Linked DNA regions of Sus scrofa: regions 1, 2, 3 and 4 are each linked to region 5. Evidence: chromatin contacts called from public Hi-C, HiChIP or PLAC-seq and promoter capture Hi-C data. All regions are on one chromosome and are shown on one strand. Each heading gives the region's core, a stretch centred on a gene start, on an enhancer-like site or on the middle of the called end of the contact. The rest is flanking DNA. Distances are from core to core; before and after follow the strand shown. Region 1 overlaps RTKN2 (rhotekin-2). Region 2 holds the start of TMEM26 (transmembrane protein 26). Region 3 has its middle 54 kb from the start of ZNF365. Region 4 overlaps RTKN2 (rhotekin-2). Region 5 holds the start of ARID5B (AT-rich interactive domain-containing protein 5B).

Region 1 (4,947 bases), core at 906-3,405, 280 kb after region 5:
AACAAAAAACCATTCAAACCAAACAAAATGCAGAGTTGAACTTCCCCCAGAGGGGAGCAGGAATCTTGGAATCCATTCAAAGCCCTTAGTGTGGATGCAGGTAAATGAGGTTTGCCCGGGGCCTCTGAAGGTCCCCTCCCTTTCAATCTGTTCGTCCTTTTGTGACACTCTTCACAACCTTCAGGCCTCTCCTTTCCTCTTGCCTACTGAAAAGAGAATGTGATAAACCTAGTCATGCTAAGATGTAGCAGGTGGAGCAATTTAACGTGTCACCCTCTCCTTGAAAGAAGACTGGCAGATAAGAAAAATCAAGTCAATGCTGTCACATTAGTGATCTGGATAATTCTAACGATTTTTCTCTTCAATCTTCTTCAAAAAATTTTTACAAAGCCAGGGGAAGCTTAATCTCAGCACATTTATACTGACAAAGCATGACTAATAAAATGGCCCCTGCCCTCCATGAACTTAACATTAGTGAAGGTATTTACAGGTTACTTGCATTTCTTCTAGAGATAATTTAAAGGATGAGCAAGGTATCCAATAGTAACTGTAGCTACTTCTGCCTTTCCTACTCTGAAAGAACAAGCCAGATGTGATGTGGATGTACTAATCCCATATGGCATATTTCTTCAACCACCAAATGAAAGCAAATGCTTTAGCTTGACATTCAAGGCCTCCCATAATCTGACTCCTCCTGCCTGGTCAACCCTATTTCTAATTCCCAATATACACAATTAAACCATTTCAAGCCCTCAGCATTCTCTGTTCTTTTATGTTTTTTAAAAAAATATCTACTTCCATGGAAACAAATACCCCAAAGCCTACTGGTTAAAATAATAAACATTTATTATCTTATAAATTTAGGAAATGCTTAGCTGGGTGGTTTCTGGCTTGGAATTTCTCAGGAGGCTGACATCACCCTTGGTGGATCTGCTTCTGAGGGCTCATTTAAAAGCTGGTGGTGGTTGTTGAGGGGGGTCTCAGTTTCTCTCCACATGGCTCTCTTCTACTACTGTTGGAGTGTAGTTGTTGGCCTCTCACTCACTTCGGTAAGTGACCCACGAAAGTGCTTAGGTGCAACCTCTCCTTTATATCATATCCTCACAAGCCACACTGCATCACTTCCTCCAAAACTCTACGTTAGAAGTGAATCCCTAGGCCCATATTCAAAGGGAGAATTACGTTCTACCTTTGAAGACAGGGTCAATGAATTTGTGGACATATTTTGAACCACAATAATGTTTCCACCCCATTGCTCATTCTGTTCCACTGCTCAGAATGCCCTTTTCCATATCTACAGAGTGCAATCCTACAAGACTTTATATATGCATTTGGCAGCATCCCTGGTCTCTTACCACTAGATTTAAGCAGCACCCTGAACCCTCATCACGGGAACCAAAGAAATGTCTCCGGACATTACCAAATATTCCATGGTGAACACAAATCACTCCTGTTTTAGACCACAGTTCTAGATGGTAAGTTCTGTGATTCTATTCTTCCACTTCAATATTAAAACGGTTTACTATGTTGATATAGTCTCTAGCCCCAAAGACTATATTCTAACAAGCTAAGAGAAGAACAAAACTATTCCTTTTTTATTTTATGTTGCTGTCCAACCCTCCTTAGGCTTCCTTCATTCCTCTGGGTGATTCTAATAACTTTTCAATAACACCCCCACCATTCTTTTTTTTTTTTTTTTTTTGCTTCATTTATCATCTGTTGCTTTTTGCCAAAAAGAAATGCTATTAACAAAAATCAACTCATTCTTCCAGCCTGGCTCAAATACCACCTCTTCACATTCTCCCAGATGTTCTTGGATGGAATTTGTATTTTCCTCCCTTTCATATTTATAAACAGCCTGGTAGTAGAGTCAGGTTTCCATATACCCAAATCTTTCTTCCCAAATGCCTCCCAGGGTCAGACATGATGCCCAAGATAGTATACAAGTAGGATCCAACTGTGAATGAAATCAATTGCATTGAGGGCTTTAATACAAAAAGATATTCCAAGTGATCACATCACTAGAGAAAAAGAGTTTGGAGGCAAGTCTGGCAAAACTTGCTCTTAATGCCTTTCGCAGTCTCACATTCATTACTGGTTATGAGTACAATGAGGAAGTTGACCACTCCCTTAAGGTCATGACTGGTTACGTTCAAATCCTGTCTCATTCACCATGAGACCTTGGGCAAGTTAATTAATTGTCCTGTGCCTCAAATTGCTCATCTGTAAAATGGTGATTGTTGTAATACTACCTGGGGTGGGGCTGAAATATAAAACAGATCAACTTGGAGTTGCTCTGGCTGAATGAGAAGAGAGAGAACCAGAGGCTCACTCATTTAGTGTCATCCCCACTGGCTGCAGTCTCTAAGGGCATCATCTCAGGAACCTAGAGCCCTCTGGGTTAACCTGAGACAAACACCAACAGCATTTCAGTGGTTCTACTGATAATGAAATGGAAAAGATGAATAACAGCTTGCCCAAGGCAACATGGCTAATTAACTATAAACCATAGACTAGAATTCCACTCCCTCAATTCATAAGCTGAGTGCTCCTTCCACAAACTCAGCTGATTTAGTCCTGATATCAAATATTCCTACTTAGTTTAACTTGTCTTATTTTCTTGAACTGGCATTAAAGTCCTGCATGTGACCCAGCTTATCCTACCTTGCCCCTTCAGCCATGCCAATCTGCTTGCTGATTCCTACCTTAACAATAGGCTAACTGCCTTGTTCAATCCATTCCTTTCCACAAATTCCATGACAACTAATCTCCCTTAAATTTGAATGGTGTAAAATTAAACTCCTCCAGAAGCCCAGTGGATAAATTGACTTCTATTCTTATTTCTCCTAGATTTGAAAAATCTTCCTATTATGACCTGTTCTTACATCATTCTAAGATATTCATAGTATATAATTTTATACTGCTTAACTCATCATTTTCACAGATACAAGGTCTTTTGCACTTGTTGAAAAATCACAATGTAAAAGTTCTCATACCCCCTCATGGATCTCTCATATCTCTTAAAATCAGAGGCTTAACTGTGTTATACTGACTGTTCTTTCATATTGCCCACTGTTGTGTTATGTATTATTTAATCTTTTCAGTCAATTTCTTAAGTTCACTGGTGGTAGGCAGGGATTGTTTTAAATGTCTGTATACAGATATATGTTATATATATGAGGTAAGCTTAAACAGTAACATATCAATATACTCTAAATGGTCAATCCCATCAACAAAAATGTGAACTTCTCAAGAATAAATATTCTTTTTAATCTTATAAACCCCAATAATGTCTAACGTAGGGTTCTAATATAGTGACAATAAATATATGGACATATTTTAGATATCTCTTAAATTCTTATGCACTGTAAGTCCAAGTACAAAAGGAAAAAAGCAAAAAAGGAAAATGGGGCAGGGGTTACAATTTCTTTTAAGAATATATAGATGTATATATGTATGTACGCATACCATATATGTGTGTATTAGATATACCTTATTCTTCTCTTTCTACATTTGTTACATGCTACATGTCAGGCTGCAAAAACAATAGAAGAACTTATGTCAGGGCTATGTGTTACATGCATTATCTAAGTACTATTTATATCTTTTTTTTTTTTTTTTTGGTCTTTTTTAGTATTTTATCTTTTTTTTAGGGCTGCACCAGCGGCATATGGAGGTTCCCAGGCTAGGGGTCTAATTGGAGCTGTAACTGCTGGCCCATGCCACAGCCACAGCAGTGCAGGATCCGAGCTGCATTTGCCACCTACACCACAGCTCACAGCAACGCCGGATCCTTAACACATTGAGCAAGGCCTGGGATCAAACCCACAACCTCATGGTTCCTAGTTGGATTTGTTAACCACTGAGCCACGATGGGAACTTCTACTATTTGTATCCTAAAGATTTTTAAAAAACCCAAACTTAGATTAGGTTAAAAAAACCCAGACCCATCACACAGCTAAGTCATGGCAGAGCTAGAATGTAATCCTGGTCTAATTCCAGAATTCATATCTTAACTACCATGCAGTGCGACTCAGGGCAAGTATTCTACATTACACTTAGTGGGGTTACTAGGAAGGCTATTGTAAAGGATTAAATGAGTTAATTCATGTACTGAGCACAATACCTTACACATAATAAATATCTAATAATCCTCTCTCATTATTATTATTATACTAGGATGAAGTTAAAAGTCAAATAAGACATGCTCTCTGCCCTTAAAAATATGTTTAACTTGTATAGGCAGAATTTTAAAATGGACCTTAAGATTTCCTGCCCTACTGAATGTGATATCATGCTTATAGTCAAAAGAGATTTTTCCAGATGTAATTAAGGTTACTAATCAGTGGACTCTGAATTAATCAAAAGGGAGATTATACTGGTGGGCTCCATCTAATCTCATGAGTCCTTAAAAAGAAGTTTTCTCTAGCTGATTGTGGATGGAAAAGTCCTCAAGGAGGATATGGAACTGTCAGATTTAATGAGCTATTGCTGGCTTTGAAGACTGAGGGTCTACATACAAGGTACTGGAGAGTGGTCTCTAGGAGAGTGCTGCTTGGCCAGTCAACAAGCATGAGGAACTGAATTCCACTGACAACCTGAAAAAGACTAAAAGCATATTTTCCCTAGAGCCTCCAGACTAGAACACAGTCTGGCTGACACTTTGATATGAGCCTTGTGGAATCCCAAACAGAGAAGCCACTGAAGACCATCTAGATTTCTGATCTAAAGAAACATGGGATAATGAAAGAATGTTGTTTTTAAGTTGATGGTAATTAGTTATGCAGGTGATATAAATTCACAAATCTAATTCACAGGGAATACAAAAATATGAACAAGGACTTAGGCTATAAATAGAGGTGTACATAAAGCACAACGGAAGGAGTGTAACTCACCGAGATGGCGAAACTGAGAAGGGTATGAAGTCATAGTGAATTTAGTGGTGCT
Region 2 (4,946 bases), core at 1,913-4,412, 480 kb before region 5:
TCTAGGTCAATAGCTAAAATCTAGCTCATTATTTTTAATACCAGCAAAATATCCCACACTATGGGTAAATCTGTTGATGAGTAATCAGGTTGCTTTTAGATTTATTTTCTATTAACAAGATGGAAATTTGTATTTTATATGTATGTCTTTACATATGGGTACATTTGGTTCTATAGGATAGATTCAAAAATGTAAGACCATTGGATTAAAAGATATATATAGTTATACTTATATGGATCTACATATAGATCTCTATAGTAACATTTTCCTACTTAGAGGTGTGGATATTGCCATAATATTTACTTTATCTTTTTTTATTCAATCAGCCTTGATTTTCCAATGAAAACTTTTTTACCATTCAAAACAACAAAAAATTACACTTTCCCTTACTCAGAAAACTTCAACCCAGAAATGGAATATGTCCCAAATCAAACTTTTCTTAATTGTCACCATGTTCTATCAGGAATAATTTTTTCACATTCCATTTTCTGATTTTTTTTTTTGCCAACTTATGAAAGAATATCATTTGAGCTTTGTCCATCACAAAAATGACCATATTTATAGACTCAGCTGTATTTGGTAATATCAGTAGAACAAAGCGTTACTATACACATTTCTATTTAGATCTTTTTACAAGACTCATTTGTTCCTGAAATTTTATAATCAAAACCTATCAAGGTTTTTTTGCTTATTCTCAAATATAGTCTAGATATTGAGGTAGCAATTTTTAAAATTAGTGCTGTAACATAACAATATACATCATGAGCCTGTTCTAAAATAAAGGTGAGAATTGTTTTCTTCTTTTTGACTCTGAACCAGCGGTTTATTAGCCAGTCCCTCAACTAAAGCTTTTTGACTTATACAGACATAAAATATGTTCACTTGACACAGAATATTTTTAATAAAAAGAAAAATAAAAACTCTAAGATCTATATAAGACCATTTCTTGTGTATTCTTCGATCATCAATATATATTATCTCATTCATTCATAACAACCCATGAGATAAATATTTATAGATGAGGAAATTGAGACTCAAAATGGTTAAGTAACTTGCTCAATGTCTCACAGCAAGTAAGTAGGAGAGCCTAGATTTTACTCCATTATCTGACTGATTTTGAGGCCACACTCTATACATAAACATGCTCCCAGTTTCCCATTTAACTTGATGCATTGACTATCATCCTTTTTGCCCCAACCTTTTTTCCCTCTCTCTGGGTTTGAAGTTAGATGTCAGTCTGAGTCAACCAGTAATCGGTGGTGATATAGACGTGAAGGATCCTTTGTCTACAGGATTCCTGCACAAGTGGCAAGGAATTCTGACTTAATGTGAGCTAAGCCCTCTGGTCCACTCTTTGAGAGGGAGGAGAATATTTCAGGGCTGGCTGAGTGAGTCCCTCTTCTGAGGTTGACATTTCTCCCAGAAGCTCTGGTGATGGTTGCTAGCAGGACTACTTCCCATGGAACATTTTGCAGCCTCAGACTTCATCCTCCTGAAGATATTTTCTACCCTAGCATGTTAAAGCTAGTGAGTAAAAACCAAATCAATCTCATATGACCTGCTTGCTAAGTGAACACTTTTCTGCCTTTTGTTTCTTTAACCTTAAGGCTTCTTTGGGGAACTAATACCATTTTTCTTTCAGACTTCCAAAAGGCACACTGGAAAGTATCTCAGATCTGTCCTGCTTAATAAGCTGTTAAGGGGTGGGGGGCAGTGACATTCTACTTTAGATTCTACTTGAATAGTTTTTTTCATTGATAATTCTAGCAATTTTTTGTCAGTGGCAAATTCAAGCAAAATTCACATCATATTAAGAGACAACATATTCTCTCCCTTGGATTGTCATAAAATACACAGACTTTGTAGTTAATATGTAAAACTGCTGAAGGAATTTGTTTTTCTTAGTATGCTGGATAACTATAATGCTATAGTGTTTATAATTCTTGAATTGGCTAATAGCATTTTCCTCTTTCTCATAGCATTGGATTTTTAAAAAACATTGATATATATGAAAACATAGATTCATTGTTTTAAAAAATAATACAGGAAAAGCCCTAACTTGGAGAAGTTGGGGATGAAAACCTCCTGGGAGTGGAGCAATGCAGATAGAGGCTCATTGTAAATGGCAAGGAATCCTTTTCTCAATTCTTTGATTGCCATTCAAGTCTTTAGGGGAGGAAATAAGGCATCAGGCAGAGCCTGTAGTGTGGCACGTGGAGGTTAAGTCTGAACCACTACCAGAGAGTCCCTTCATGAGCAGCGCAGTCCATCTTTGAGAAGATTGGCTGACCATTATCAAAGGCTCTAAAGCAACCAAGTCCGGAGGACACCTGAGGCCGGTTCCTTGCCATGGCGCGCGGGGCTAGAACCAAACAAAGCAGCTTAAACCAAGGCTTCTCACCCGGGAGTATGTGGGATGAGCACAAGCTCTTGCCCAAGTCACTGATGCCCAGCGACGGGCATTCCCACAACTGCATGCCCTCAGGCTAACCCCTGCACAACCACACACACCCAGATTCAGGACCTAGGGCGCACGACATCCCTTTTGCCCCCAAGACTTTCCCACTTTGGAGCACTTTTTGCAGAGCAGGGAAGCTCTTCCCTTCTTTTTTCTCCATCTTCCAAGTTGCCAAACCTGGGACTGGGCGGCGCGTGGCTGTGACTCGAGCCTTTCCCCTGTTGCCCTGGGACCCAGGGGCTCTCCGGCGTGCCCAAAAGACGCCCAAGCATCTCGCGCTCTTTCGAAGCTCCCAGCGAGGACAAAGGGGGTCCGAGTCCCGGTAAAGAAGCCGCGGACTGCGGGGATTCGAGCTCTGAGGCTGTCCGCGAGTGCCACGGCGGACAGTACCCAGGGCTTGACGCTCCCTCCCTTTCCCAGGGTGCGCTCACCATTTGTAGCCTCTGCCGCTCTTGTATTTGAGGGTCAGCGCCATCTCCAGAAAGAGCAAGAGGTTGAGCAGCGCCAACAGCCAGTACCATGGCTCCTTCTTCACCTCGGTCACTCGCCAGACTCCGACCAGCGAGTGCAGCACGAAGAGCAGCCGGGTGGCCAGGGCGTTGAGCAGGACCAGTCCCTCCATGCCGCCCGCGCGCTCTGCCGGCCGCCCCGCACCCGTGCCCGGCGGACCCGCCGGGAACACCGGAGCCCGCCCGTGGGCGGAACGTGACAGCTCGGAGACCTGCGGCTGCTTTCGTCCTCCCTCACGCTCCCGCCGCCCGCGGAGAGCGCAGCGCCCCTCCCCCAAACTTCCTGACAACTCTGGAAGGCGAGGAGATTCTAGACGTAGCTTTTCGGGCTTTCCGGGGAGTCTGGGACTATGCGGCTCTGGCTCCGCACCTTTTACCTCGTCTGCCCATCCCCCTCCCAATCCCGGGGAGGCCACTCTCCATCCCTGCCCTCGACCCCCATCCCCAGGCCTCTGTGGGGTCCCGGAGGAAACCCCCCTCCCACTCGAGGGATTTGAAAGAGGAGAGAGGTAGACTGAAGGTCATGGGGCTGTAGAGCCAGAAAGGGGGAGGGGGATGCCTGGGGGACCGTACTGCTTACTTTGCTGCTGAAGTACTTTAATTCACTCACTTCTTACAGAAACAGGCTCTCGTGGTTAACTCTAAGATGGGAAGCGGGAGAGCCAAAGAATCCGCTGTCCTGTCTGGACAGTTTTAGAAATACCGGTTCCTGCCCAATTCCAAGAATTAAAAACTTCCCAGGACTAGAGGCAGTATGGTGCTCTGGGCTTTCTGAAAGCTCCTTGCACCTCACTTTTACTTTTTGGAAAAGGTGACGTTAAAGCAGAGATATTCTTTATTATGTCTTCCCCAACCCCCACTATTTTTTTTTTTTTTTTTTTTTTTCTGAAAGGAAATAGGGTGGCAAGTCAAAAAGGCAGAGGGGGCAGTGCGGAGGATATGGAAGATACAGCCAGGCGTTAGATTAGAAGGAGAAATTCATGGAGGGGAGAACTGCACCCTTGAGAGCAATGACTGAAGAACTGAGCGCTGTCTTTCCAGCATCCAAGGCAAAGAGGAAACTGAAGTCACGGTTTCCCAGAACACCTTCATGATTTTTGTTTCCTTGTTTGGTATCCTACCACCTGTACCACTATTTATTTAACATTTTCTCTTAAAGGGACTCAACTTTTTACTGAAATAATTTTTAAAGGAAACTTTATATCATTTATAAATGGAAAATCAGTATAGTCAGCTATAAATGGAAGGTAATTACAAAAATAAATAAAATGAGGCTAAGTCATTGAGCTCTTGCTTGATATTATTATTACCTTCTAAGCCTCTGTGCCTCAGCCTCCAGCTTTCCGAAAAAATAAGCAGTAGTCCTATTACTACCAAGTGGGAATGCTCTTTTGGCCACATTGGTAAAATTGAAACTAAAACTCAAAGAGAATATGTTTCTTGGTTAGGTTTGACTTAAAATCATCCTGTACTTTTCTTAAAATGAGGTAGAAATCTCTGAATTATATGATTGCTGCCTTCACTAGGGTGAAAAAAAAATCCAACTGCTTCACAGAAGCTCAGTTATTTCTGGTACTGTGATTAGAGAGATTTTTTTTTCCTGTGGGTGTGCATTCTCTGATGGCTTACAGGAAACCCAGCAGTGATATCCTGGGGCCGTTTATTAGAGTGCCCTTCAACATAGCCTAATGGCATAGTGACCAGTGACTGTATACCAGTGATGCCTGAAAGCATGTAGACCAGTGCCATGGGAGGCAGCACGCTGTGGACATTGGAACCCTCACACTGGCTCAGCTGGCCATCTTGGACTCCTGGCTCAGCCCCTTAGTTGTGTTGTGACCTTTGTTGAGTTACTGTAGGAGGTCCTTTGTGGTACAGCAGGTTAAAGATCTGGCATTGTCACCACAGCAGCTCAGGTGTGTGCTCTTGTGTGGGTTTGATCTCTGGCTGGAGAAATTCCAAATGCCAATGGTTTGGCA
Region 3 (5,129 bases), core at 603-3,102, 510 kb after region 5:
ATGTTTTATAACTAACTGGCTTGGGGCAGGGTAGGGTGAAGAAGGCCCTGATTTATATAATTTGCCATTTTAAGGTATAAATGCTCACACGGTCAATTTCAAGCTATGAATGTGTGGACCCTAAACAGGGTGCTGGGAAGAGAGGCCCACCTCAGGCTCTCTTTAACTGATAGGAACTGGATTTAGCACACTTCTGCGTTCTGTCTCCTTGTACAATTGATTCTGTCTCCAAGAAATAACTGTGCGTCAATTCTAGTCATGGACACTGAATTCTCTCAGGAAGCTCCCCAGCCTCCATGCAAACCAGTGGGTATACACTTGAAAAGTGGGAGTGCTTGTCATCACTGTTGCCTATTATGCATGTCCGGTTATGCCCTAATCTCAGCCCTTATCCATTTGAGAAATACTGTTTCACACATGGCTAGTGTTGACTAAATAGATACTGAATGGTATTAAGTACTGATCCTCCCACACCTAGCCTTAAAAATCTCAAAGTGGCTTTTGTTAAAAACTGATTTATCATAAGCATATCTGCCATTTAAAGAAGTTGTTTAAGATAAACTTCCTTAAGATTGCTGAGCCCTTCTGATATCCTTTCACAAAATGCTTAAGTGGAGATTACTGTAAACAACAAATAGAATCAGATTATGACTTTTTAAATAAACTACAAGATGAAAAAATTTATCTGTTAGTAACAAGTTGGGAGTCAGTTTATTACTCTTAAACTCTGTGTGCATGTGCGCATTTGTGTGTGGGTGTGTGTTGGTGGGGTAACTCCCTGAATATCTATCCACAGTTCAATTTATTAGGGACATTATAACATGCCATTCTTCTAACTTCTCAGCAAGTTTCAATAACTGGCTTATAATGTCAGGGGGAGAAATGAGGTTCCTTTGTATTGATGGTTTGGGGGGGTGTCTCTCTTTTGCCTATCAGAGACTAAGACAGTGTGAAGCTGGATGTTATGCCTACCACTGGGAATCATAATTAGAACTGGGGAAAAATTAAAGTTCTGATGTTTTTGCACTAGAAGTGCTTGCCATAGAGGCTTACTTAGTTACAGCCCCATTCTGCTGGCATGTATAGAATGATGGTGATGCTGCTGAGGTTACTGTGAGTAAGGGCCAACTCCTAGGTGAGGGCTGACTGGAACCAATCACCAGTTCTCAATGGGTAAGTGGTAGTTACTGAACAAAGTTTCATGAAAACCAGTACATTTTTACATTTGTGTTTTTCTGGTAATAAGAGAAAAGATTCATTGTAGGAAACTTAGAATGTACGGGGAATCATAAAATCATCCCAAATCTCAGAAAGAGCTACAATTAACATTATAAATAATAGTTTATATGAACCTTGTCACTAATATTCTTAATGACACTGTACCATTCTATCATATGAATCACTGTAGCTGATTTAACTCTATTATTCAACAGAAGAATGATTCCACTATGACAGTAATAATTTGAACAACCTTGTATCTAAATCTTGTTTACTTCTTCGATTAAGATGGAATTATAAATGTAAAATTTCCAGTTCAAAAAGTAAAGACATTTTTAAGGCTCTTGTTTTATAGACCTCAAATTGCTTTTGAGAAAGGCTTTAACAGAACTATATATCCATGAAATTTTCATTTTTTTTCCCCTAAAAACAAAAAGATGGTGAAGGCCCTCTTTATTTTAAGATATATAGTATAACATAATATAAATAGAGTGGAATATACCCCTATGAAGTTTTTACCTTAAGCTTTACAAGCCACAAAACTAAAACTCTCGAGAGAACAGGAAATGCTAGCTTGATGACACTTTATAAACAATCTCTCATCACTCACTACCAAAGTGCAAGCTGCCAAATAGGAAGGAGAAAGAGACATTGGCAAAGTTTCTAGGGCTATGCAAACACTCAGCTAATTTGGATAGCTTGTTGGGTGGAATTTCTGTGGTTATTTTTCTTTCTGCTGTAATACTAAGCATAAGGTATCTGACAAACAAGATGTAATATGACAAATAAGGTGTGGCCTCAGGTGTATTCCTGAATGAATGGCTGTCACACCCGTCTTCTAAGTAGGTGGTAATAAGGATTAAGAGTCTAATCCTATAATTTTGCTGCTGTTTTTATTTATCATGTAGGGCATAATTATAGTGTTTCCCTTTTAAATGTTTCTTAATGTGTTTGGCCAAAGGGGAAAACCAAAGCAGTTGGTATAAGTCAAGTGTTTCACCATCTGTCTCTATCACATTCCCTGGTTGCAGTTCCAGCAGCCCTGCTTGGGTGGATTAATTTTTACCAATAGGTCAACAAACCTACTGATTTTGGCCAACATCCCCAGATCCTGAAAAACACAATGGCTTCCCACCCCCCTACTTGCTCTTTCTTATTACTTATGAAATTATTTTAAAGTAGTAATGCTAATAGTGAAAATAGTCCTGCTCTTAAGTATCCTTCCAGGATTTTCTTCTATGCAAAAGCATATATATGTGTATATGAACTCTCAAAAAACAAACTCACATAGAGCAGTCTACATACATGCATACTGTTCTTAGTTCTCTTTATAATATGTCCAAAATCTCTTTTCTTCTCTCTCTCCTTTTAATAGCAATATAGTCTATGTATATACCATGTTGACTTTTTTTAAACCAGTCTCCTATTGATGAATATATTCTGCTTTTTATGGGTTCGATTATTGCCGTAACTGTACATCCAAGAATTCTTTGGGAGTGTATGTTTATGATGAATTTCTAGATCTAAGGGTATGTGCAATTAAGTAATCTTTCAAAAATAAGGACAAGACAAAACAGAGAATGTGATTCTGGATTAAAAATGAAGTAAGAATGGATAACATTTTAAGGAGAGTTTCATAAAAAAAAAAATCTGATAAATCTTCCATTCTACATTTTGCCATTTTAACTGGGGAGGCTTACATGAATTTATTTGTTCTTCTTCTTTTTTTTTTTTGTGGTTGCTTCTTAAAACTTTCAAAATCTATTTTCTAAAATTATAGCTGATTTTCAATGTTTTCCTCTTTCTTTCTTTCTTTTTTTTTTTTTTTTTTTTTTTTTGTCTTTTTTGCCTTTTGTAGGGCCACTTCCTCAACATATGGAGGTTCCCAGGCTAGGGGTCTAACTGGAGCTATAGCTACCAGCCTACCCCAGAGCCACAGCAACGTGAGATCCAAGCTGCAACTGTGACCTACACCGCAGCTCACAGCATTGCCGAATCCTTAATCCACTGAGCAAAGCCAGGGATTGAACCTGCAACCTCATGGTTCCTAGTCAGATGTGTTAACCACTGAGCCAGGACGAGAACTCCTTTCTTTCTTTCTTTTTCTTTTTTCTTTCTTTCTTTCTTTCTTTCTTTCTTCTTTCTTTCTTTCTTTCCTTTCTTTCCTTTCTTTCTTTCTTTCTTCTTTCTTTCTTTCTTTCTCTCTTTCCTTTCTTTTCTTTCCTTCTTTCTTTTCTTTCTTTCTTTCTTCTTTCTTTCTTCTTTCTTTCTTTCTTTCTTTCTTTCTTTCTTTCTTTCTTTCTGTCTGTCTTTCTTTCTCTCTCTTTCCTTCCTTCCTTCCTTCCTTTTCTTTGTCTCTCTCTCTCCTTCCTTCCTTCCTTCCTAGTACTCAGTGCAAACAGAGACTCCAATAATGATATCAACATCCAAAAATGATACTTAAGGAGTTTCTGTTGTGGCTCAGCAGGTTAAGAACCCAACTATTATCCATGAGGATGCGGGTTTGATCCCTGACCTTGCTCATTGGGTTAAGGATCCATGTTGCTGTAAGCTGAGATGTAAGCCATAGATGTGGCTTGGATCTGGCATTGCTGTGGTTATGGCGTGGGCTGACAGCTACATCTCTGATTCAACACCTATCCTGGGAATTTCCACATGCCACAGGTGTAGTCCTAAAAAGAAAAAATAACTCAAAAAAATTTAAAAATGACACTGAAGAAAGGAGATTTGATATAGAATAAAGAACAGATCCGGAGTCCTATCATATAGTTGGTCACAAACATACATTGTGAGCTTAGACAAATCACCTGTTGAGATCTTAGCTCTCTGTCCGTAAAAACAAACTGTTGGAAAATCTTTATCTTTTAGAATGGTTATATATGGGATTTGCTACCACCAAGGCTTCTAGTAGTTATATGTTCATGAGCAGATGCTCATCAAACCTGGAAGTCATGGCCTTTTGAACATGGGCTCTGTTGGGGAGTTCGGCCTTTGCCCAGATTAGCACTGCTTAATACTGAGGGACAAATGTGTTTTAGGAGGACATTTTTCATGTTCCCCATGTTGTCTTTGTGATTTGGCCCCTGATGTATGTTCATCAGCTCCAAGAGGAATTTGAGCCAATGCTCTACTTGACTTAACCCTCAGAATCTTCCTATCAAGGAACAGTCTTAGTGATGACAGAACGTCAATACTGCTCCTATGCTTTGAATAACTTTGGTCTTTTCCATCTTGGAGTCTGATATCTAGAAAGTATTTCACTGAATGGGTACCTTGGTATTCACAAATCTAGCACAGAAAGATTGACCACTGACATTTTCTGGATTTTCTTTCTAAATCCCTCACTTAAACAAATAATTTATATTGTAAAATTTCTTACAAAACCTTTTAGAACATTGTAAGTAAAATTGGTACTTCCATATTTTCAATTTCATGCGGTGTTGGGTATTGCTATTATTTGTTGAATGCTCAAAAAACAATAGCACCTATTACTATTATAATGAAAGAAGGTAAGCAATTTTGCAGTAGCAAATCAAGACACAGTTCAGGGCCTAAAGGCTTTCAACTATATCAGTAAGACTGAAGAGAATATAAACAGGAAACACAACTTATTTATCTCAAATAGTATTAAAAAAAATCTGTTCCCAAAATATTTTATTGTAAGTTCTAAATTCACACTGAACCTCTTCCAGTACCTCCAAAAAAGGCATTTATTTCTACCTACTTTTCATTCTCCATGAGATTTAGCAAATTTAAAGATCTGTCCCCAGCAAAACACTCCATTGGGTTTCCCCTGAAAGCCTGGATTACCAGGGCAATCAAACCAAAAGGAAGTACAAGTTCACCCAATATGTGGGATGTTCCTTGTAGGACCTACTGTCTGATATTGCTAAGTTCATCTTAAACCTCTT
Region 4 (5,008 bases), core at 1,187-3,686, 330 kb after region 5:
TCTAATTGAATAACAAATATACTAACTTGATTTTGGATTCTTCATATAAAACTAATTATGCTCAATCTGATTCAGTTTTTAAAGTATGAAGAACAAAGCTATCACAGCAGACAAGAAAGATAAAGGATTGTTACATCTTTTCTGCTGTACAGCTAGAAATCACATGAGGTTAATTTTCATGACTTAAGCAATGCATGGATTTTTTTAAGACCAAATAAAGCCATAAAATGCTAAAGGGGAAAAAAAAATCAGATGGAGCTAAAAAATCTTTCCCTCTTACATCTTGTTAAATAATCTGAGGTAAACAAAACAAGGCAGAAAAAAGCTCTCCAAGAATTCTGGTCAAATAATGTTGCCTTTACATTTACTCCTTCAACATTTCCTTTTATTCCACATTTTCCTTCCCTATTACCTGTTACTCATTATCCTGTACTGGTTCCTATCAACAAGATGCTACTTATTATGGCAAATAACATCAATTTATTTCAGCGTGGAAGCAACTTTTTCTCCCAATAATCAAATATTTACAATATACAAAAGAAAACATTTCTATTACAATTAAAAATTATACATACGTTCTTTATTGCTGAAGTGATCAGAGTCTTTCCACATTAGTGGTATACGAATATCTATAAAAGCAGGGAAAAAGAAATGACAATAATAATTTTGGCAAATTTCATTGCTAAGAGTGAAATAAACCTATGAATTCCATAATGGATTCTGACCATTAAAGCTAATATTTATTTATTATTTAAATTTTCTAACACAGTGACATTTTCTCTTAAAAACAGCTTAGACTGGGAATATAAAATCCGTAATACTCACTTAAATAATATACTTAAAAAAAACCTACCATTACTTAAGAAACTAAGTTATTAAGATCTGTAATAAGCTTATGCTGAAACTTTTTCATTTTGTGATTTGTTTTTGAAATAGGTGAATTATGAGGAACTCAGTGTTGAATTTTTATGTTGGGTATGCAGCAGCAGCAAATGTAGTTAAATACACTTCAAAATCATAGAATCACAGAGGTAGAAAGAACCTTAGAACTTTTATCCACTATGAAAACTTTAGGTGTTCCCATTGTGACAGACATGGCTCAGATCGTGCATTACTGTGGTTGTAGCGTAGGCTGGCAGCTGTAGCTCCAATTTGACCCCTAGCCTGGAAACTTCTATATGTTGCACCTGTGGCCCTTGAAAGAAAGAAAAAGAGAAAAAGAAAGAAAGAAAGAAAGGAAGGAAGGAAGGAAGGAAGGAAGGAAGGAAGGAAGGAAGGAAGGAAAGAAAACTTTTTAAAGATGAAGAAAATTAAGTGAATTGCCTAAGATTATTGGTTTCTGGGAGAAACCCAGCCTAGACGAAAAAATCCAAGACCTTTCCATTAAGATTTTCTTTGTCTACAAAAGAATTTACAGATCTTTGTATATTCGTGTTACAAACTGTAACATTTCCCTTAAAAAATAAAAGTGAAAAAGAGGAATACATTGCTTCTTTCAGGTCAAAAAAAGAACATACATTCTGAAAATATTCTAAACACATTCTTTTCATTCACACATTCTTCAAACTCTAAAGTGATTGCGTTAATGATCTTTATTCCACAAATTAATCTAGAGCTTTGACACAGTCAAAATTTTTCCTTTCTAGTTTCCTCTATTCTTCCATTTAATATTAGGTTAACATTATGCAGTAACAATTTCCCTCTGACATGCCTATGCTAATTTCCAAGTTAAAGGATTTAGATTCTACTAATAGATTAAGATGTGTGATCGCAGCATAATACAGCACAGCAGAGATCTCAATGGTAAAGTAAAGTTAGTTTTAGTTACTCAGAATGAAAACTGTATCAACGACTCAAGCCCTTGTGGAAAATTTCTTATCTAAGACACTTCCCTACTACACTTAGGAAGTTTAAGTGCAGTTTTCATATCCAATTATGCCACTTTCAAATAATTACAAATCTTTATGAACATAAATAGTTGGCTACCTTTACATTGTGCTTCACCTTTAGATCCCATAATCTTTTGTCTACATTTCTATTTGTTTAGAATTCTTTCTAAGGTTCTGAGTGCCTGTGTCCAATTTCCTTTCTAGAATAGCTTTACATTACTCCTTCATCCCTAACCTGCCCAACTAGGTAGGAATGTATGTGTGCTCTTCCCACTGGTGCCTTAGCACTTTTGGTAAAAAAAATAATAATATTACTTACAGAGCTCTCCCCATGTGCCAAGCTAAAAACCCTTTACACACATCTGATAACAATTTTTAAAATATATTTGCCAATTCATGGTTATGTTTTGTCATTTGTCTCAAAGTACTTTTCAATTTCCTCTTTGATTTCATCACTGACCCAATAGTTTTTTAGTAAGATGTTGTGTAGTCCGCATATAGTGGTTTTCATGGGGTTTGGGGTTTTTTTTTCTCATTTCCCTTTTTATGGTTTATTTCTAGTTTCATGCTGAAGTGGTCAGAAAAGATGCATCAAATAGTTCCTATCCTCTTAAATTTCTTAAGGCTTGTTTTGCGTCCTGGTACGTCGTCTCCTAGAGAATGCTCCACGTTCACTTGAAAAAAAAAATGTATGCTCTGGGTTTTATGGATGAAATGTTCTAAAATTATCAATTGGGTCTAACTGACTGTGAAAACACAACCATACAAAAATCTATGGGACGTATCAAAAGCAGTCCTAAGAAGGAAGTTCATAGCAATATAGGCCTTCCTCAAAAAGCAAGAAAAATCTCAAGTAAACAACCTAACATACTACCTACAAGAATTAGAAAAAGAAGAACAAGTCTAAAGTCAGCAGAAAGAAGAAAATGATAATGATCTGAGAGTAAATAAGTAAAAGAGAAAAAACAATGGAAGAAATCAATATAACCAAGAGCTGGTTTTTTGAAAGGGTAAACAAAATTGACAAACCTCTGGCCAGGCTCACCAAGAAGAAAAGACAGAGGACTCAAACAAAACAACCAAACTGAAGAAATAAAAAAAAAAACTGTAAGAGAATAATTATGAACAATTATATGCCAACAAACTGGAAAACCTAAAAGAAGTGGGTGACTTTCTAGAAACATAAAACCCACCAAAACTGGGTTTGTTTGTTTGTTTTTCCTTTTTCAGCCACTTCTACAGCATATGTAAATTTCCAGGTCAGGGATTGAATCCAAGCCATAGCTGCAGCAACACCAGATCCTTAACCCACTGTGCCAGGATGGGGATCGAACTGGCAACACCACAGACAAACTGGATCATTAACCCGCTACACTCACAAGTCCACCAAAACTGAATCAAGAAGAAATAGGTAATTTGAACAAACCAATCACTAGAAATGAAATAGAATCTGTAATAAACAAACAGGTTAATAAATAAAACATCCCTGCAAACAAAAGTCCAAGATTGGATGGCTTCACTGGGGGATTCTGCCAAAAATACAAAGAACTTAACTCAAACTCTTCTAAAAGACTGGCAAGGAGGGAACACTCCCAAAATTATTCTATGAAGCCACCATCACTTTGATACAAAAACCAGACAAACACACTACCAAAAAAGAAAATTAAGGCCAATATCGTTGATGAATATAGAGGCAAAAATTCTAAACAAAATATAAGCAAATTGATTCCAACAACAAATAAAAAAGATGATATACCATGACCAAGTGGGATTCATCCCAGGGTCACAAGAATAGTTCAACATGGAAAAAACCAATCAATGTCATATACCACATCAACAAAAGAGAGGACAAAAACCGCATGATCATCTCAATAGATGCAGAAAAAGCATTTGATAAAATTCAACATCCATTCATGATAAAAACTCACCAAAGTAAGTAAAAGGAACATATCTCAACATAATAAAAGCCACTTATGATAAAACTATAGCCAACATATACTCAATGGTAAAAAGTCTAAAGCTTTCTCACTAAAATCTAGGACAAGACCAAGATGCGTACTTCAATGCTTCTATTCAATGTAGTATAGGAAGTCCTAGCCACAGCAATCAAACAAGAAAAAGAAATGAAAGGTATCCAAATTGGAAGAGAAGAGGTAAAACCGTCATTATATACAAATGACATACTATATATAAATAAAAACCCCTAGATGCCACACAAAAACTACTAGAACTGATAAATTCAACAAGGTAGCAGGATACAAGATTGACATACAGAAATCTGTTTCCCTATACTAATAATGAAATATCAAGAAAGGGAAAGAAAAAAAAACAATCTCTTTTAAAATCACATCCAACGTGATTTTAAACACACACACACACACAGGAATAAACCTGACCAAGGAAGTGAAAGACGTATATGCTGAGAAATATAAAACATTATAAAGAAAACTGAAGATGATTTAAAGAAATGTAAAGAAGAGTTCTCATTATAGCTCAGCAGTAACAAACCCAACTAGGATCCGTGAGGACACAAGTTCGATCCCTGGCCTTGCTCAGTGGGGAAGAATCCAGCATTGCTATGAGTTATGGAGTAAGTTGCAGACATGGCTTGGATCCCAAGTTGCTGTCGCTGTGGTGTAGGCTGGGGGCTACAGCCCTGGTTCAACCCCCAGCCTGGGAACTCCCATATGCCATGGGTGCGGCCCTAAAAAAAGACCAAAAAAAAAAAAAAAAAAAAAAAAAAAGATATGCCATGCTCTTGGAAAATGCATTTCCATTAATTGGAAAAATTGAATTAATATTGTTAAAATGGGCATAACACCCAAAACAATCCAGATTCATGCAATCCCTGTCAAATTACCCATGCCATTTTTCACAGAACTAGAACAAATAATCCTAAAATTTGTATGATACCATAAAAGACCCAGAATTGCCAAAGCAATCCTAAGGAAAAAGAACAAAGCAGGAAGCATAACTCTTCCACACTTCAGGCAATACTACAAAGCTACAGTAATCAAAACAGTGTGATACTGGCTGTTGATGGATCAATGGAACAGAAGAAAGAGCCCAGAAATAAACTCACACATCTACATTCAATTAATCTTCGACAAGGGAGATAA
Region 5 (5,166 bases), core at 535-3,034:
TTATTCTAATCAAACGTTTGCAGTATGCATCATAAAGTTAAAAAGAGAGAAAGCGCCAGAGAGCTGTAATTTCTCTTTGTAACCCATGTTTATAAAATAGAAAGATCAGATGAAATTTCAAGGCAGATAATTAAAGAGTGATGTGCAAGTCATAATTTGACTAATGCAAAAGATGGGAGACTGCGAATGGTTACATTGTCCTCCTCCACTGTGCAGAGTTGTGATATTACTTTAAATTATTAAAATAGTTTTCAACATCTTTCAGAATACCGGCTCTTTGGCATGGGCTTTTATTACTTATTGTAATTGGAGGATCTGCCATTTTCTTTCGTTTATCTCTGTGTGTATAGAAACGAGATAGATCTTGCCTTTTATTACTTCCCCATGTTCTGAATCAAAAATGTGGTTTAGATAATGTTAAGTGCCCTAATTCTTACTGCATCGGACTCAGACGTTATGAAAAGGCATAAAAATACACAGAGAGGGTCTTTCCACCTCAAGTCACTGAATATGAGGCATTTGTGCTCTGCCGGGTGTATTAACTTCAGCCATGTGAATATAATTTTCATTAAAGTAATCCTGTTTCAACTAGATGCTGTGACTAGAGGTGAAACGTTGCGAAAGCGTTAAAAATAGCTTACTAGTAATTTCAACATCCTGTAATTTTATCACAGATCAAGTTTCAACTGTCATACTATAACAGACCTTATTCCCCATATAGTACATGTTTACTTTTTTAGCATGCCAGACCCACTTTGGAAAGATTGGTGCCAATATAATAAAATCGGAGGCGGGGGGGGGGTATACTGAAAGGAGTGGGAGGAGAGCCGAGAAGGGGGTGGGGGAGCGTGGGGGAAGCGAGTACACCATTTTACATCAACACTGCGAAAATGCAATCTAGCCTGGCGGAGGACCGGCAGCTGGGTCGGAGCGAGCGAGGGCTTTGCAGTCTCTGCCTGTTCCTTGTTCTGTCGCTCTTAAGTTTCTCTGTGTTTGCATAATAGCCGTGCATGCAAACCTCGCAATGCTCCAGGGCTCCAGAACAATAAATATACACATTTAAAGCCTTTATTGTCTTACGGTTCATGCCCCCGGTTTTCAACAGCTTAATTTCTGGTTGTATTTAACTAGTTTGCAAATGGATTTTTTCAGTTTCAAACTATTATTGAGGAAGCTCCCCTCCCTTTTTTGGCGGGGGAGGGGTTGGGGGTGGGGTAGGAGTCGGTATATTATTCCTGTAGCGCTGGGTTATATAAACACATTATCATTTGAGAGCGCCCTTGGCGTCCATCAGCATTGTAAACACGTACTAGTGTATATACTTCAAAATTAAAGAATGCACACGCAGAACCGGGAGCCTGAATTCATATTCCGAGCAGACTCGCTGCTCGCATTTATTGATTTATCATGCATCGTTTATTGTTCCAGTCCCTAAATGCAGTCGCTGTCCGTTCAATATTGTTTGCAAAATCCTGAAATGTGTGTGCACTGCTCACTTGTCTTTCTGTTTTTTTTTTTTTTTGCTGAGTGTTTTTTTTTGCGAAGCGAACAAATGCATTAATATTTATATGTTTATATAATCGATAACCCACTTTTCTCTTCCATGTAAATAGGCATCAAAAGATAATTTAACAGATTAGTTCTCGAAAACATGGCAGTGAGGAAGCGTAATTTAACTATCAAACAAATCTACATGTCTAATAACAGCAAATCTGCTAAGGAGCATTAGAAAGAGGAGCAGCGCCCCGGAATCTCTGCAGGAAATGTTCTTTATATTAGACATATACAAGCAGGTCCTGTCAGATGCACAGCGGAGCTCGCTACCTCTTGTCTCCTCCAAAAAATCTCACCAAACGATACCCCTAGACAAGGGAGACAGAGAAGAGGGAGATCTCATCTTTGCACAATTTAAGAGTAGATTTTATTTTTACAAACCTTCCTATATGTTTTTTGCCTTGATCCATCCGCTTCCCGCCGAGATTGGACGGAGCCTTTCTCCCGATTATGAATTTGATCAACCCACATTTGGAAGGAACCCTACACAGTTCTGACAGGAGCTGAAAATTGAGTCGTCAGAGAAATATTAGGACATATTTTCAATCATTTTGGTGCTGGGGGGGAGGCAAGGGCTTAGTTTTATATTGAGACATTACGCCAGCTGAAGGCAGAGAATGTTTTTCCCTGCCAGGACCTGATGCAATCCATTCAAGCCAACAAGTTTGGAGAGAATGTTGAGTTCAATCAATTCAGAACGTCGAGATGGAGCCCAACTCACTCCAGGTATTTCGCTCTTCTCCGCTCCTCCGATCCCGGCACCCCCCCGGCACCCCCCAGGCCCCCAGCTTACCCACACCTCTGCACCCACCCACACCCCCCACAAACTTTTCACCAAACTTTTACCCTCTGCATCCCCCCAAATCATTTTTATTGTTTAAAAAAATCCCTGCACCGATCATACATACATAATGTAATTTTACCTCCTCAGATGGAGAGGTAGGGAGAGGTGGCGGGGGGGGGGGGGGGCTGAGGGTTTTTTTTTTTTCTTTTAAGGGAGGCAGAAATTTTGTGGGCTCTATTATTTTCCACCCAGCTTTATATCTGTTGCCTCTTCTGTATTAAGAGTGTGGATGTCTGTGTGTAAATATGTCTGGGAATAGACGTTTGTGCTCTGATGGCTACATTATTTATTTGGTGCTTTTTTCCCCTGCAGTGGGTCGGCTCACCGTGTGGCTTGCACGGACCTTACATTTTCTACAAGGCTTTTCAATTCCACCTTGAAGGCAAACCAAGAATTTTGTCCCTTGGCGACTTTTTCTTTGTAAGATGTACGCCAAAGGATCCGATTTGCATAGCGGAGCTCCAGCTGTTGTGGGAAGAGAGGACCAGCCGGCAACTTTTATCCAGCTCTAAACTTTATTTCCTCCCAGAAGACACTCCCCAGGGCAGAAATAGCGACCATGGCGAGGTGGTAAACTTATATCTCCCTTTCTTCTTCCTTTATTATTTTTCCCCCAGTAATGCTTATTACAGGGCAAGCTTGAAAATACTGTATTCACTTCTGCAGGCGAGCAGGATCGACTCCTTTTTTAAAGGGGTAGCGCCACTAGCTGGGGCTCGAGTATTTTGCCATTGTCAGAGTTTGGCTGTCAGCTTTACAAAGAGGATCCAACTGCTGATTTTAGTCAAGATCAAATAACTTGTTCGAGAAGGGTTTTGTTCAAGGATGTGTGTGCGCGTGTGTGTGTGTGTGTGTGTGAGAGAGAGAGAGAGAGAGAGATCGTTCGCTCTCCTGCTACTGCTGCCTGAACATCACATGCTTTTTATGTTTTTTGCCTTTGAAAATTTACCTTCGCGTCTGGCTGGGTCGGGGAATGGGTGGATTTCTTTCGGTAGGTTTCGATATTGTTCACGTTTTAATTTTTTTTTAAAGTAAGTATTTGATATGTTTAAGAGGGCGGAAATTACGAAATGGAGGCAGAGTGAGATCAAAAGCTATTGAGTTGGCAAAGACGTGTTGAATAAAGTGATAAATGACAGGTACTGGAATAATACATTCAAATAACTTGCAGATCTGCCCGGGCGGATTTCAAAGCGGTCGTGTAACCGGCACAAACACGTTAAGCAGTAACAACTATCTCTCGTGCCCACCCCCTTCCCCCCCAACAAGACATCTGATGTTCTAGTTTTCAATTACTCCACGCAAAGTGGTCGTCTTCCAACGCGATTTTTGGGGATGTGTGGGACGTGGACACGGGAGGGAAGGGCAGAGGGGTGTGTGCTCGCCCAGTGGCCCTGCGGGTCCGGCGTCCTCAGTGCCCAGACGGCGCTCCGGGGGAGGGTGGGGAGGGACCGAGCCTCCCCTGCACGTTTCTGGGCGGCCACGGGGGCGCTCGCCGCGCTCCCGGGAGGACGCCCGAGGTGAGCCCACTGTCACCGGGCACCGGGACGGTCGCTTCTCTTCGGCTCTGTCATTTCATGAGTGACCGCAGTTCTGCGGGCTCCCTCCGTCAGCTGACCGACCTCAGCGCCGTGGTACCTACAGAGGGAACTATTTTGGGGAGGCTGTACCCTCGACGCGGCGGGGAGGGAGGGCGCACGGCCGCCTGGCCAGGCTTTGTGTTGCCCAAGCGAGAGCTGGGTAATCAAAGTCAGACTTTTGAGGGCAGCTAGCTCTGTGCCAGGCTCTCGAGCTTTCGAGGTAGGTGTAAGGATCTTTTTGTTAAATGAATGGTTCGCCGTTTAACTCATCCCGGTGCTCCAAGCTGCCTGCCAGTCCTTCCAGAATTCCTTGGTCTTATGGAGTTGATTGTACTTTTGGCATCTCGCGTTCACTCTTCTCCCCAGGATCGAATTACCCATCAGTGGTCTATGCCGGTTAATTACTGGAGTTCGTCAAAATGTTCGCCTTCGGATCTGCCTCTTCGGAAATAAGCCCCTCCCTCCTCCCGAACGCCTCCGCCTCCCCCCACCCCCCAGCGCCCCTCCGCCCTCCCCGCCAGCTTTGGGTTTTAAACGTTCACATTTCCCGACGTCTGCCGGCAGTTTTACAAAGGTGTTGTTTGGAAATACTGTGAAAAATACTGCAGCCTACCAACAGGTTGAGCTCTTTCTCCCTCCCAAGGTCTAGCTCGGCCCCCTCCCCGACCCAACTTTCCTGCGCAGCTGTCTTCCTCCCCCTCCCCCCTCCTGATTTCTTATTATTTGCTTTTCAAATTTATTACTTCAACATGGCCTGTGATCTGGAAAAGGGAAGGATTAAATATCCAGAAAAGACCTGGTGCCTAATAGACTTCTGACTAAACCCAGAAGGAAATTATTCAGTGTTTTATGGGATATTTTGTGACCACGCTTTTTTTTCTTTAATTGAAATTGGAATATTTTTGAAAGACCCCGAATTGACCCCACTTGGTCCAGTTTTAATTTCTGTTATGTAATTAATGAATTCTGATGTAAGAATAAAAGAAATATTAGCCGAAGAACTGTTAGAACTGCTGATAGTGAATAGATACATTTTTAAGTACACGATTTTTTAAAAGAAATCATTCATTATGGGGAAATGTAAGCGAACCATTTTAATGATCTTTGCCTTTTGTCACGGCTATATGAGCCATACCTGAGAAAATTAATCTTGCCATTTAAAAGTAAACTCTAGGGGGCTTGGGGAGG

The links. Promoter capture Hi-C pulls out the DNA fragments that hold promoters and counts their contacts. Hi-C and Micro-C count contacts between places; a contact is called where the count stands out from the background. HiChIP or PLAC-seq counts read pairs in DNA pulled down with a chosen protein or histone mark.
Region 1: an H3K27ac HiChIP or PLAC-seq map of alveolar macrophages shows a contact between it and region 5. The contact joins the enhancer-like site here to the promoter of ARID5B in region 5. A contact is called at or near these places in 4 of 47 Hi-C or Micro-C datasets (fetal skeletal muscle, mesenteric adipose tissue, omental adipose tissue and 1 more) and 2 of 2 datasets of contacts at active chromatin or transcription factors (alveolar macrophages and skeletal muscle).
Region 2: an H3K27ac HiChIP or PLAC-seq map of alveolar macrophages shows a contact between it and region 5. The contact joins the promoter of TMEM26 here to the promoter of ARID5B in region 5. A contact is called at or near these places in 2 of 47 Hi-C or Micro-C datasets (both in embryonic fibroblasts) and 1 of 2 datasets of contacts at active chromatin or transcription factors (alveolar macrophages).
Region 3: a promoter capture Hi-C map of liver shows a contact between it and region 5, with 8 times the contacts expected there. The contact joins the enhancer-like site here to the promoter of ARID5B in region 5. A contact is called at or near these places in 1 of 5 promoter capture datasets (liver), 4 of 47 Hi-C or Micro-C datasets (fetal skeletal muscle, omental adipose tissue, retroperitoneal adipose tissue and 1 more) and 2 of 2 datasets of contacts at active chromatin or transcription factors (alveolar macrophages and skeletal muscle).
Region 4: a Hi-C map of alveolar macrophages shows a contact between it and region 5, with 3 times the contacts expected there. The contact joins the enhancer-like site here to the promoter of ARID5B in region 5. A contact is called at or near these places in 1 of 5 promoter capture datasets (liver), 21 of 47 Hi-C or Micro-C datasets (alveolar macrophages, blood, brain and 13 more) and 2 of 2 datasets of contacts at active chromatin or transcription factors (alveolar macrophages and skeletal muscle).

The regions. Positions count from the first base shown.
Region 1 is chr14:65,683,081-65,688,027 of Sscrofa11.1, forward strand. RTKN2 (rhotekin-2) reads right to left here. Exons shown (of 13, transcript XM_021073059.1): 13 at 3,644-4,947. Among named protein-coding and RNA genes, the nearest start is that of MIR9836, 65 kb to the right of the region's middle. Within about 2 kb of position 2,156, at least 2 of the 83 cell types and tissues checked have an H3K27ac peak or open chromatin away from gene starts, as enhancers often do. A contact at or near this core is called in alveolar macrophages, where this site is marked.
Region 2 is chr14:64,922,287-64,927,232 of Sscrofa11.1, forward strand. It overlaps TMEM26 (transmembrane protein 26), which reads right to left and starts at 3,163. Exons shown (of 6, transcript NM_001244582.1): 1 at 2,890-3,163. The coding sequence starts at 3,080. All of the region lies in intron 4 of LOC106506013 (a long non-coding RNA gene), which reads left to right.
Region 3 is chr14:65,912,984-65,918,112 of Sscrofa11.1, forward strand. No RefSeq gene overlaps it. Among named protein-coding and RNA genes, the nearest start is that of ZNF365, 54 kb to the left of the region's middle. Within about 2 kb of position 1,853, at least 1 of the 83 cell types and tissues checked has an H3K27ac peak or open chromatin away from gene starts, as enhancers often do. A contact at or near this core is called in liver, where this site is marked.
Region 4 is chr14:65,740,760-65,745,767 of Sscrofa11.1, forward strand. RTKN2 (rhotekin-2) reads right to left here. Exons shown (of 13, transcript XM_021073059.1): 5 at 576-629. Among named protein-coding and RNA genes, the nearest start is that of MIR9836, 7.4 kb to the right of the region's middle. Within about 2 kb of position 2,437, at least 3 of the 83 cell types and tissues checked have an H3K27ac peak or open chromatin away from gene starts, as enhancers often do. A contact at or near this core is called in alveolar macrophages, where this site is marked.
Region 5 is chr14:65,406,819-65,411,984 of Sscrofa11.1, forward strand. It overlaps ARID5B (AT-rich interactive domain-containing protein 5B), which reads left to right and starts at 1,785. Exons shown (of 10, transcript XM_021072755.1): 1 at 1,785-2,280; 2 at 2,711-2,965. The coding sequence starts at 2,260.